Regions from separate parts of the Mus musculus genome. Here regions 2 and 3 are each linked to region 1. The links are chromatin contacts, called in public HiChIP or PLAC-seq maps. All regions are on one chromosome and are shown on one strand. The core of a region is the stretch at or near the end of the contact, and the rest is flanking DNA. Distances in the headings are between cores, read along the strand shown. Region 1 has its middle 21 kb from the start of Thoc3. Region 2 holds the start of Higd2a (HIG1 domain family, member 2A). Region 3 holds the start of Hrh2 (histamine receptor H2).

Region 1 (2,700 bases), core at 189-2,688:
TGCATGAGGTATAGCTCCAAAGGCTATGAAGGTGATTCAACTGTCTTTCCCCCCCTATTCACACTCCATGACCTTGGATGGAAAACCTCCTTCCCGTCTCTAAAACGATCCAGCCAGCGCTGTTTAGTGGGCCCATAGAAACGCTGCCCCCGGCCAGCCTTCAAAATGGATTAAGGATTTGAGGCTCAGTTTAATACTCTACACACAAGATCAAAGAACACAGGAAAGAGCTGGCAAGCAGGGAGGGTGCAAGATGGAGCAGACCCCAAGCAACTAGCCAAGCTGCAGGGCATGGGCCCCACGTCCTGTACAGTCTGTGTCTTTAGAAATTAAAGCACACATTTCTGCTGACCCCCAGACCCAGAGCAAGCAGGAGCACGAAGGAACCTCGAGTAATTTTTCAAAACCATCAGCATGTGTTCAGCGGAAGAAAAGAGGGGTTGTTCAAGGCAGAGACACAGTCCAGCTCAACAGGGAATTTAAGGCTGAAAGCAGACAGCCGCACTGCATCCTGGAGCGGGTTTCCAACCGCAGCCTTGCCTCTGCTTCCCTCTAGTGGCCACACAGGGAATGGTCCACGGATCTTAACAGCACCACTGAGAGAGGATCACCAAGCTTCGAACCTGTAAACCACCTCCGTTACCTTCCCTCCTACAGCCGCTAGCCTGGGTGGGTCCCTTGCCCTCTGGACTCTGCTACAGTCTCCCTAGTGGCACCAATAAGATCACAAACAGCCTCCTACTGCAGGATGCTGTTCGCAGGAACTGTGCCGAGCAGTCTCGGGTCACCCAGAGTTCTTACAACTCTCTTTGGAATCAGGTAGTATCTAGTCTACAGGAGAGGAAACTGAGGCTCATAAAAGTTTAAAAGGCCAAGGCCATACGGCTACTGGGGCGGGGGGGGGGGGGGAGGATCTGTAGTTTAATCCGTTTACAAGCCGGAGCTGTGTCCTTGTACAAAGCAGCAGTGTCTCCTTGACAGTGTTGGGCGTTAACTTGGAGGCTTGACTACTAGCTAGTGGAGAGATTAGACGGTAGTGAAATTCAAGATGTGGGGCCTAGTCGAGGAAGCAATTCACTGGGGCATCCCTTAAAGAGGGTATTTCTATCTCCTGTTTCTCCCTCTCCCTCTCCCTCTCCCTCTCCCTCTCCCTCTCCCTCTCCCTCTCCCTCTCCCTCTCCCTCTCCCTCTCCCTCTCCCTCTCTGTCCCCCCCCTCACTCTCCCTCCCTCCCTCTCTCCCTCCCTCCACTGAAATAAACATTTCCTTTGAAGTTCCGGTATTCTGTTCCAGCAATGCGCAGCCAACAGAAAAGCTAAAACTCGAGGGCCAGACCTAACAGCAGGAGTTTAAGCTGATTCTGCGGCTTTTCTGAGCAGAAGCTATGCAGCAGCCTCCAGCATTGCTCCCTTCTGATCTGCAAGGCTCCACACTGCCCCAGGTGGTCTTTCTTAAAACAGAACTTCCAACTGCTTAAAGACCGGCAAGGCACTTAAGCTGACCCCCTTAGCTCAACTGTTGGCCCCTTCACAGCCAGCCCCACCACCTCCTCCCTTTAGCGAGAAATAAGCAATAAGCGGGGCTCTCTCTCGGAAACTCTCTCTGAGCGCAAAGCCTAACTGAAGGAGTGCTTTCGGGGCTGTGAGAGAGCCCCCTTAGAGCGGAGCTCACCGGAAGACACTCCCTCCTCACCTGTGGAAAAGCCCCTGCTTGGGGAGGTGAGCACTTGGGAAAGATCTGCCTGCCTGCAGCCAAAAGCCTGAGGCCACGTGACATTGCTGTCCAAGAGCTTCCAACCCCCAAAAGAGCCAACCAAACTGATTAGAAGCGGAGTCAGGGTCACACACCTGTGGATGCTGAGATGCCAACGATTTCATCAAAGGGTCCCAATGCACAAATCTCATTCTGGTTCTCCAGATCCCACGTATCAAGACTTGAGGCTGGGAGAGGAACCGGAGATCCAGGAGCCGGATGGATGAGGCCTGGGCTCCTTATATGTTTTATGATCTCTTTTGGCCAGAAAATTCTTACAGAACCACGGGTGTGTAAGTATATAAAATAGGGATACAAATCAAACACAAATTTTGTCATTTAGGGATTTTTATTTACATTTTACTATGTAGCTCTGACTGGCTTTGAACTCACAGAGATCTGCCTGCCTCTATCTCCCAAACACTGGGGTTAAAGTTGTGGACTCATGACACCCAGCAAGGAAATTTATTTTTAAAATTTTTGGTATACATGTTACCGTTTATTAAAACTAAAGCAAATTTTCATACCATGGCATTGTGTCTGTTTTCTGTGTAAAGAATAAAATACTAACAGCATATTTGAATGTGTGGGGTATTTCCATGTCTTTCAGAGTTGATAAGTATATTTTTGATTTAAAATGGTCAATAACGAGAATGCCATTTCACATACACAGTACAAAACGACAGAAGCGTATTTAGGCTGCTCCAGAAGTTGTTGGAGACTGTTCTAATTCCAAGTCAAACTTCATTTAATGACTTATTTAAATGAAACTCAACTCAACAGCAATTTTTAAAAATCAAACACCCTAACTCGGTACAACCCAAGACCCAAAGATTGCTTTGGTACTCACCTGCTGAGCCCTGTTGAGAAACACTGAAGTCTTTGTTTTCCGTAATTAAACCATTCTGTGGAAAAGCATTAAACTTACCATGTACCATCAAAGCACTGC
Region 2 (2,700 bases), core at 176-2,675, 140 kb after region 1:
CACACCACACACGGTATGTTCATGCTCACACTCACATGTCATACCACACACAGTATGCTCATGCTCACACTCACATGTCACACCACACATGGTATGTTAATGCTCACACTCACATGTCACACCACACATGATATGTTCATACAGTTGCATATGACACCCACAGTAATATTTTTAACAAGCAATTCATCTTTCTGCCTATATCTATGCTTTCCTTACTCTGCTGTGTAGTAGCACCACAAAAACCATGTGCATGAAGAGCGCTTTATAAGTTACAGGGAGCCATGTCCGATAGCTTCTTCATGGGGAGGACTTACCTGCCAGTGCTTAGTTATAATTTTACTAAAAAAAAAAAAAAAAAAAAAAAAACTCTTGGGGTAAGCCGGGGGGTGTTGGTGCACGCCTTTAATCCCAGCACTTGGGAGGCAGAGGCAGGCAGATTTCTGAGTTCGAGGCCAGCCTGGTCTACAAAGTAAGTTCCAGCACAGCCAGGGCTATACAGAAAAACCCTGTCTCGAAAAACGAAAAAACAACAAAACAAAAAAAACCCCTCAAGCTCTGGGGGACAGAAAAAGATACATTCTAGAAAATTCCACTGACCTGAGAAGAAATGGTAAGCAGAGGAGGGGGCGTGAATAAAGGAGGTCGTTAAAGGTCTTTGACCAGAATTAGTGCAAGCAAAATGACTTTATCACAAATATGGGAAGTAAGTGTGTGTGTGTGTGTGTGAGAGAGAGAGAGAGAGAGAGAGAGAGAGAGAACAAATTCTGAAACTCTGCTCAGTGAAGGAACGTCAGGTGGGAAGGAAAATAGGAAGCGGCTAGTGTGGAGATGGGGAAAGTGCTTTGCGTTATCAGTACCTTCTTCTTACGGAGGGGAACCGCCTTGTTGGGGTCCATGGCCAACCCCATCTCCGCCAGGTTCTGCCGCACGGATTTGGTGTGGTCCCAGGCATGTCGTATGTGGGAACTAACATCAAAGAGAGAGAGAGAAATCGAGATTCTGTCACCTCACCTTAGATCCCAGCCCAGGCCCCCGCCTCCAAACTGGCCCCTCACCACTCAATCCGTGGCGCTGCCTTCCGACGAGCATTCCGGTTCAGACGCTTTCGGTTGACGTTGTAACCGAACTTCTGCCTCCGAGTCTTTCCCTTAGCCTTGGGCATCTCGCTAACTGCCCCAACAGCAGCTCAAACCCTTGAAACAGCAGCTCAAACTCAAGAACCACGCTCTCAGAGCCGCGTGTTAATAGTCTCCGTCCACCCGTGCGCGCAAGGATTCTTGGGAAATGTAGTTTTAGTAGTTAGTGCCTCCACATTCACTTACTACAACTCCCAGAAAGCAACGGGCAATGGCGCCTGCGTGCTACACTCAGCAAGCTATTTCCCCGCCCCGTAGTGACCTCATCAGAAGGCGGGGTCCGGTGTCCGGATTTGTGTCCTACCTATTTCTGTGCTGGTGGGTATGGCGGCTCCCGGTCCTGTGAGTCCAGAGGCGCCTTTTGATCCGTCCAAGCCCCCAGTTATCGAGGGCTTCAGCCCCACGGTCTACTCCAACCCAGAGGGCTTTAAGGAAAAGTTTATTCGCAAGACCCGTGAGAACCCAATGGTGCCTATAGGTAAGTGTGTGCTGTAGGAACGGAAGACCGAGAGGACAGCGGTTTCGTAGGGAAAGGAAATAGGGGTGGATCAAGTAAGCCTGGGGTTTGGGAAGGGGAGCGGACCAGAGGTGTGACGAAATGACGGTGCGGGGTGGGGGGTGACTGAAACGAATCGGAATGCATTGCGGGGCTTGGGACTAGATGAAGCAGACTGTAGAACTGCCCTCCTGTTGTGGCTCTGGGAAAGCTGGGACGGGCTACATCCTTAAGGGACCTGCAGGACCCGACCTGTTGCCTCCCGCGTGTGTTGTCCTCTCCCCAGGCTGTCTGGGGACGGCGGCTGCCCTCACCTATGGCCTTTACTGCTTCCACCGCGGCCAGAGCCACCGATCCCAACTCATGATGCGCACCCGGATCGCTGCACAGGGTTTCACGGTCGTAGCCATCTTGTTGGGGTTAGCGGCATCTGCTATGAAGTCTCAAGCCTGAGTATAGCCGGGTCTTAAAGCGCCATGGAAACCATTACAAAACCCAGGAACAACAGACATCCCTGTCAGACTTGCTCCCTCCGTTTCAGACCGGACCTTATTGTCATTTGGGTGAGGAAGTGGCCGATTTTGTAACTGATTTGCGCTTCCACCGCTGCCCCCTCCCGCTCCCAAAATCCCAGGTTCATTTCAGTTGGGTTGCATGCTTCTATTTGTGATGCGTCCCCTTAATTACTTAATAAAAGCTTATTACACTTGTATGTGATGAACTATTTCTTAATCTCATTCCTACGATCAAAACCATGATTTTTCCTTTAAATTTTTAAGAGGGAACAGGCTGTCAGTAGGACTGGCCTTTAAAAATCAGCTAGGTCTGACAGTGCATGCCTATTGCCTTAACTGTTCTGAAGGTTGAGGGAGAAGAAAGAATCTTGCCTGACTGCACATGACTTCAAGAGTTCAAGATCACCGGGCAGTGGTGGCACATGCCTTTAATCCCAGCGCTTGGGAGGCAGAGGCAGGTGGGTTTCTGAGTTTGAGGCCAGCCTAGTCTACAGAGTGAGTTCCAGGACAGCCAGGGCTATACAGAGCCTGTCTCGAAACCCTGTCTCGGAAA
Region 3 (2,737 bases), core at 26-2,525, 260 kb before region 1:
AGGGTTGGACGCCCAGGAGCAGAGACATGTGACCAACTTGCACGTTTTAGAGATGACCTAAGATGCTTTGTGAATGGCAAGAGAAGAGCTCAAAAGTCTACCTTGGAAACAGACTGGTTTGGCACAAGGGAACATGGCGAATGCATCCCTAGTGAGCAGAGTGTGCACAAAGCTCACCCTGTATCCCTTTCACTGCCTTGGCCCAAGGCTTTATCTGTTGTTATCCAAGCCTCCGTGAGGTGAGCATGACCCTTAGGGTCACAGAGGAGGAAACTGGCTCACAAATAGAGACACTTATCTAGTGCTTGCCACAAGAACTTCAGGAGAGAAGATAGGGACAGGCAGAATGACCACAGTGCTGTGCTAGGCACTGGAGTAGCAGCCTAGCTAGGGAGGCAGGTGGCCAGATGAGCTGCCCCTGGGTACTTGAGGGGAATCTGCTACGTGGAGGGAGTTTGTCAAAGAAAAGTAAGAGGCTTGGGTCTGCACTGATTTGAGACACTACCTCCTGCCAGACACTCCGCCTCAGGTTGCACTGGCTCAGCATCTAGGAGGTGGAACAGTCTACCTGGACAGTTTTTATTTGTCCTGCTTCCAAAGCCCCAACCCCCTCCCATTTCTTTCCACCAGAACCCCTGGGCTGACTGAGATCTACCCAAATCTGGCTTTCCAGATTCCCAAGATCTTCCAGGATTTTCTCAGAAAAGCTGGTTCTTCTCTCGCAACTGGCCATTCTCGGAGTGGTCAGGTCCTGGAGGAACTCAGGTGAAGGGCTCATCAGATTTCTGGCCTAGCGTTCTCAAACCAGAGTGAGCCAAGACTGAGCATCTCCCCTCACACCATCAATGTGCACACAGGTGGGCAGAGTCTCAGGCCAGGGAGCTGCCCAGAATAAGTAGCCAGAATATGTAGGAGGGGTGGCGGGGTGGGGGTGGGGGTGGCGGGGTGGTGGTGGGGGTGGTGGCGGGAGGGGGGGGACGTGACAGATGACCATGTGAAAGGGAGGAAAGAAGAGGGAGGGGTGAAAGCGTCCAAAGAAGAAAAGGGGGGTTGGGAAGGGGGAAGAGAGGGAGGAAGAGAGAGCAAGAAAGGGGGAGACAGAAGGAAGAAGGGGAAGAGGGGGGAAAGGGAGAGGGGGGAGAAAGGAAGAGGGGAGGATGAATATGGGAGAAAACGCTGAGGAAAGGAGCGGCTTTCAGAACGAGGAGGAGCGAGTTGGGGGCGGGGACGAGGAAGTGGGTGCTAGGCGCACGCCGCCAGCTCCATCCTTGCCCCAGCCAGTGCAAGCGCGCAGTCCTAAGCGACCCGGTACAGCCGGTGGCGCACAGCAGCAGCACCAGGTAAGGTAAGGTGACCGACGCCTCCTGGCAGACGTCGCCTCGGGATGGGGACGCGGGTGGGGTTGCGCGGAGACCAGGCTGTGGCGTGGCCACTTTGGCTGCCTGCTTCAGATTCCTGCCGACCCCCGTCCCCAGATCGACCTCAGGCTGCGCTGCACACAGGAAGCACCTGACCTTGGGCTGATGCCTCTACCTAGATTTCCTCCCTGTCACCCTCAAGGGTCATACCCACCCCCAAAGGGGTGTTATGAGCTAGGCTTGCTGCCTCATCCCGCGGATGTGAGGGATGCCAGGGTAGCCTCACACCCCCGTGCCCTCTAAGGTGAATTTGAAAATCTTCTTGCGCTTAAAGGCTTGCTTTGTGCCCTCTGGGCGGTGGCGTGAGTCTCCTGATATATGTGTGGGAGCTTGGAGAGACTTTTGACTCCCCAGCACCAGTGAAGCGTCAGGGGCTGACAGGAAGGAGGCTGTCTAGTTTCTCAAGAACAGGTCGCCTTGCCTAAGTCCTCCTGGGCTGCTGCCCCATTCCTGGGCTGCTGGGAAGCGAGGAGTTCCCTGCGCTAGACTGGGAGGGACTCTGGTAGCTGTTCTGGTAGCTGTCCGAGACACCAGGGACATCTGATAGCTGTTCACTGGTAGTGGAAGTTCAGAAGTGGCCTTGACTCTGGTTTGAGAAACCCAGTGACCTTGAGCCTGAAAGCCTCAGTTTCCCCCTCTGACATTCACAGGGCAGTAAAGCACCCTTGAGCAGAGGTGTTCCCACTGGTCACTGTCATACACTAACTTTGGCGTCTACTGAGCCTTGGCACTGTTTGTCTGGAGGTCATATATGTAGCTAAGCATGAGGCATAGAACAGGGCCCAGAGAATGGAGAGGTTCAAGTCTTAGGAGCCCCACCCCTCCCCTCAGACACATGTCAAGGTGGCTTTTTTAAGAGACATCTCCCAGATAAGTCTTGGCCAAGCTTCTGCTTTCTTAATTATAAGAGAGAGTTATGAATTTCTATAAACATGTTTGCTTTCCCCAAAGGTTATCCAGGACTATGGGACTGATCTCTGAGCTGGGTTTGGGGAAAACCGGAAAGAGTAAAGATATCATTTGTGGGCAGGCCTGGCACCAGGCACATTAGGTGTATAATAATTCAGACTAAAGTTGTCATCACAGTACTTCTGGGGACCGGTATTGTTAACCCCCTATTGCAGACGGAGAAACCGAGGTTCTCCACAGTGATTTCCCGTAGTCCCTGCTGTGGAGTTTGGCCTCCCATCCTCCCAGCTGCAGGGGTGATACTGCTTTGTATCATTCTAGTCCCAGCCATTAAATAAGAGCATGAAATGCACAGCTCCCAGTGTAGACTTGGCTATAGTTCCCTCCTTGTCCCACACCGGAAGAATAGC

What was found. HiChIP or PLAC-seq counts read pairs in DNA pulled down with a chosen protein or histone mark.
Region 2: an H3K4me3 HiChIP or PLAC-seq map of pro-B cells shows a contact between it and region 1, with 2.9 times the contacts expected there. The contact joins the promoter of Higd2a here to the enhancer-like site in region 1. A contact is called at or near these places in 1 of 39 promoter capture datasets (liver), 8 of 115 datasets of contacts at active chromatin or transcription factors (T-cell acute lymphoblastic leukemia, bone marrow-derived macrophages, double positive thymocytes and 4 more) and 2 of 9 other capture datasets (adipose tissue and liver).
Region 3: an H3K4me3 HiChIP or PLAC-seq map of forebrain shows a contact between it and region 1, with 3 times the contacts expected there. The contact joins the promoter of Hrh2 here to the enhancer-like site in region 1. A contact is called at or near these places in 6 of 39 promoter capture datasets (the 3T3-L1 cell line, the C10 cell line, cranial neural crest and 2 more), 3 of 15 datasets of contacts at CTCF or cohesin (the NIH/3T3 cell line, large pre-B cells and pro-B cells), 5 of 115 datasets of contacts at active chromatin or transcription factors (embryonic basal ganglia, embryonic stem cells, forebrain and 1 more) and 1 of 9 other capture datasets (embryonic stem cells).

The regions. Positions count from the first base shown.
Region 1 is chr13:54,446,628-54,449,327 of GRCm38.p6, forward strand. No RefSeq gene overlaps it. Among named protein-coding and RNA genes, the nearest start is that of Thoc3, 21 kb to the right of the region's middle. Within about 2 kb of position 1,439, at least 60 of the 459 cell types and tissues checked have an H3K27ac peak or open chromatin away from gene starts, as enhancers often do. A contact at or near this core is called in forebrain and pro-B cells, where this site is marked.
Region 2 is chr13:54,588,806-54,591,505 of GRCm38.p6, forward strand. It overlaps Higd2a (HIG1 domain family, member 2A), which reads left to right and starts at 1,426. Exons shown (of 2, transcript NM_025933.3): 1 at 1,426-1,614; 2 at 1,919-2,342. The coding sequence starts at 1,461. The coding sequence ends at 2,085. Nop16 (NOP16 nucleolar protein) reads right to left here and starts at 1,269. Exons shown (of 5, transcript NM_178605.4): 1 at 1,056-1,269; 2 at 858-966. The coding sequence starts at 1,162.
Region 3 is chr13:54,190,854-54,193,590 of GRCm38.p6, forward strand. It overlaps Hrh2 (histamine receptor H2), which reads left to right and starts at 1,276. Exons shown (of 3, transcript NM_001010973.2): 1 at 1,276-1,340.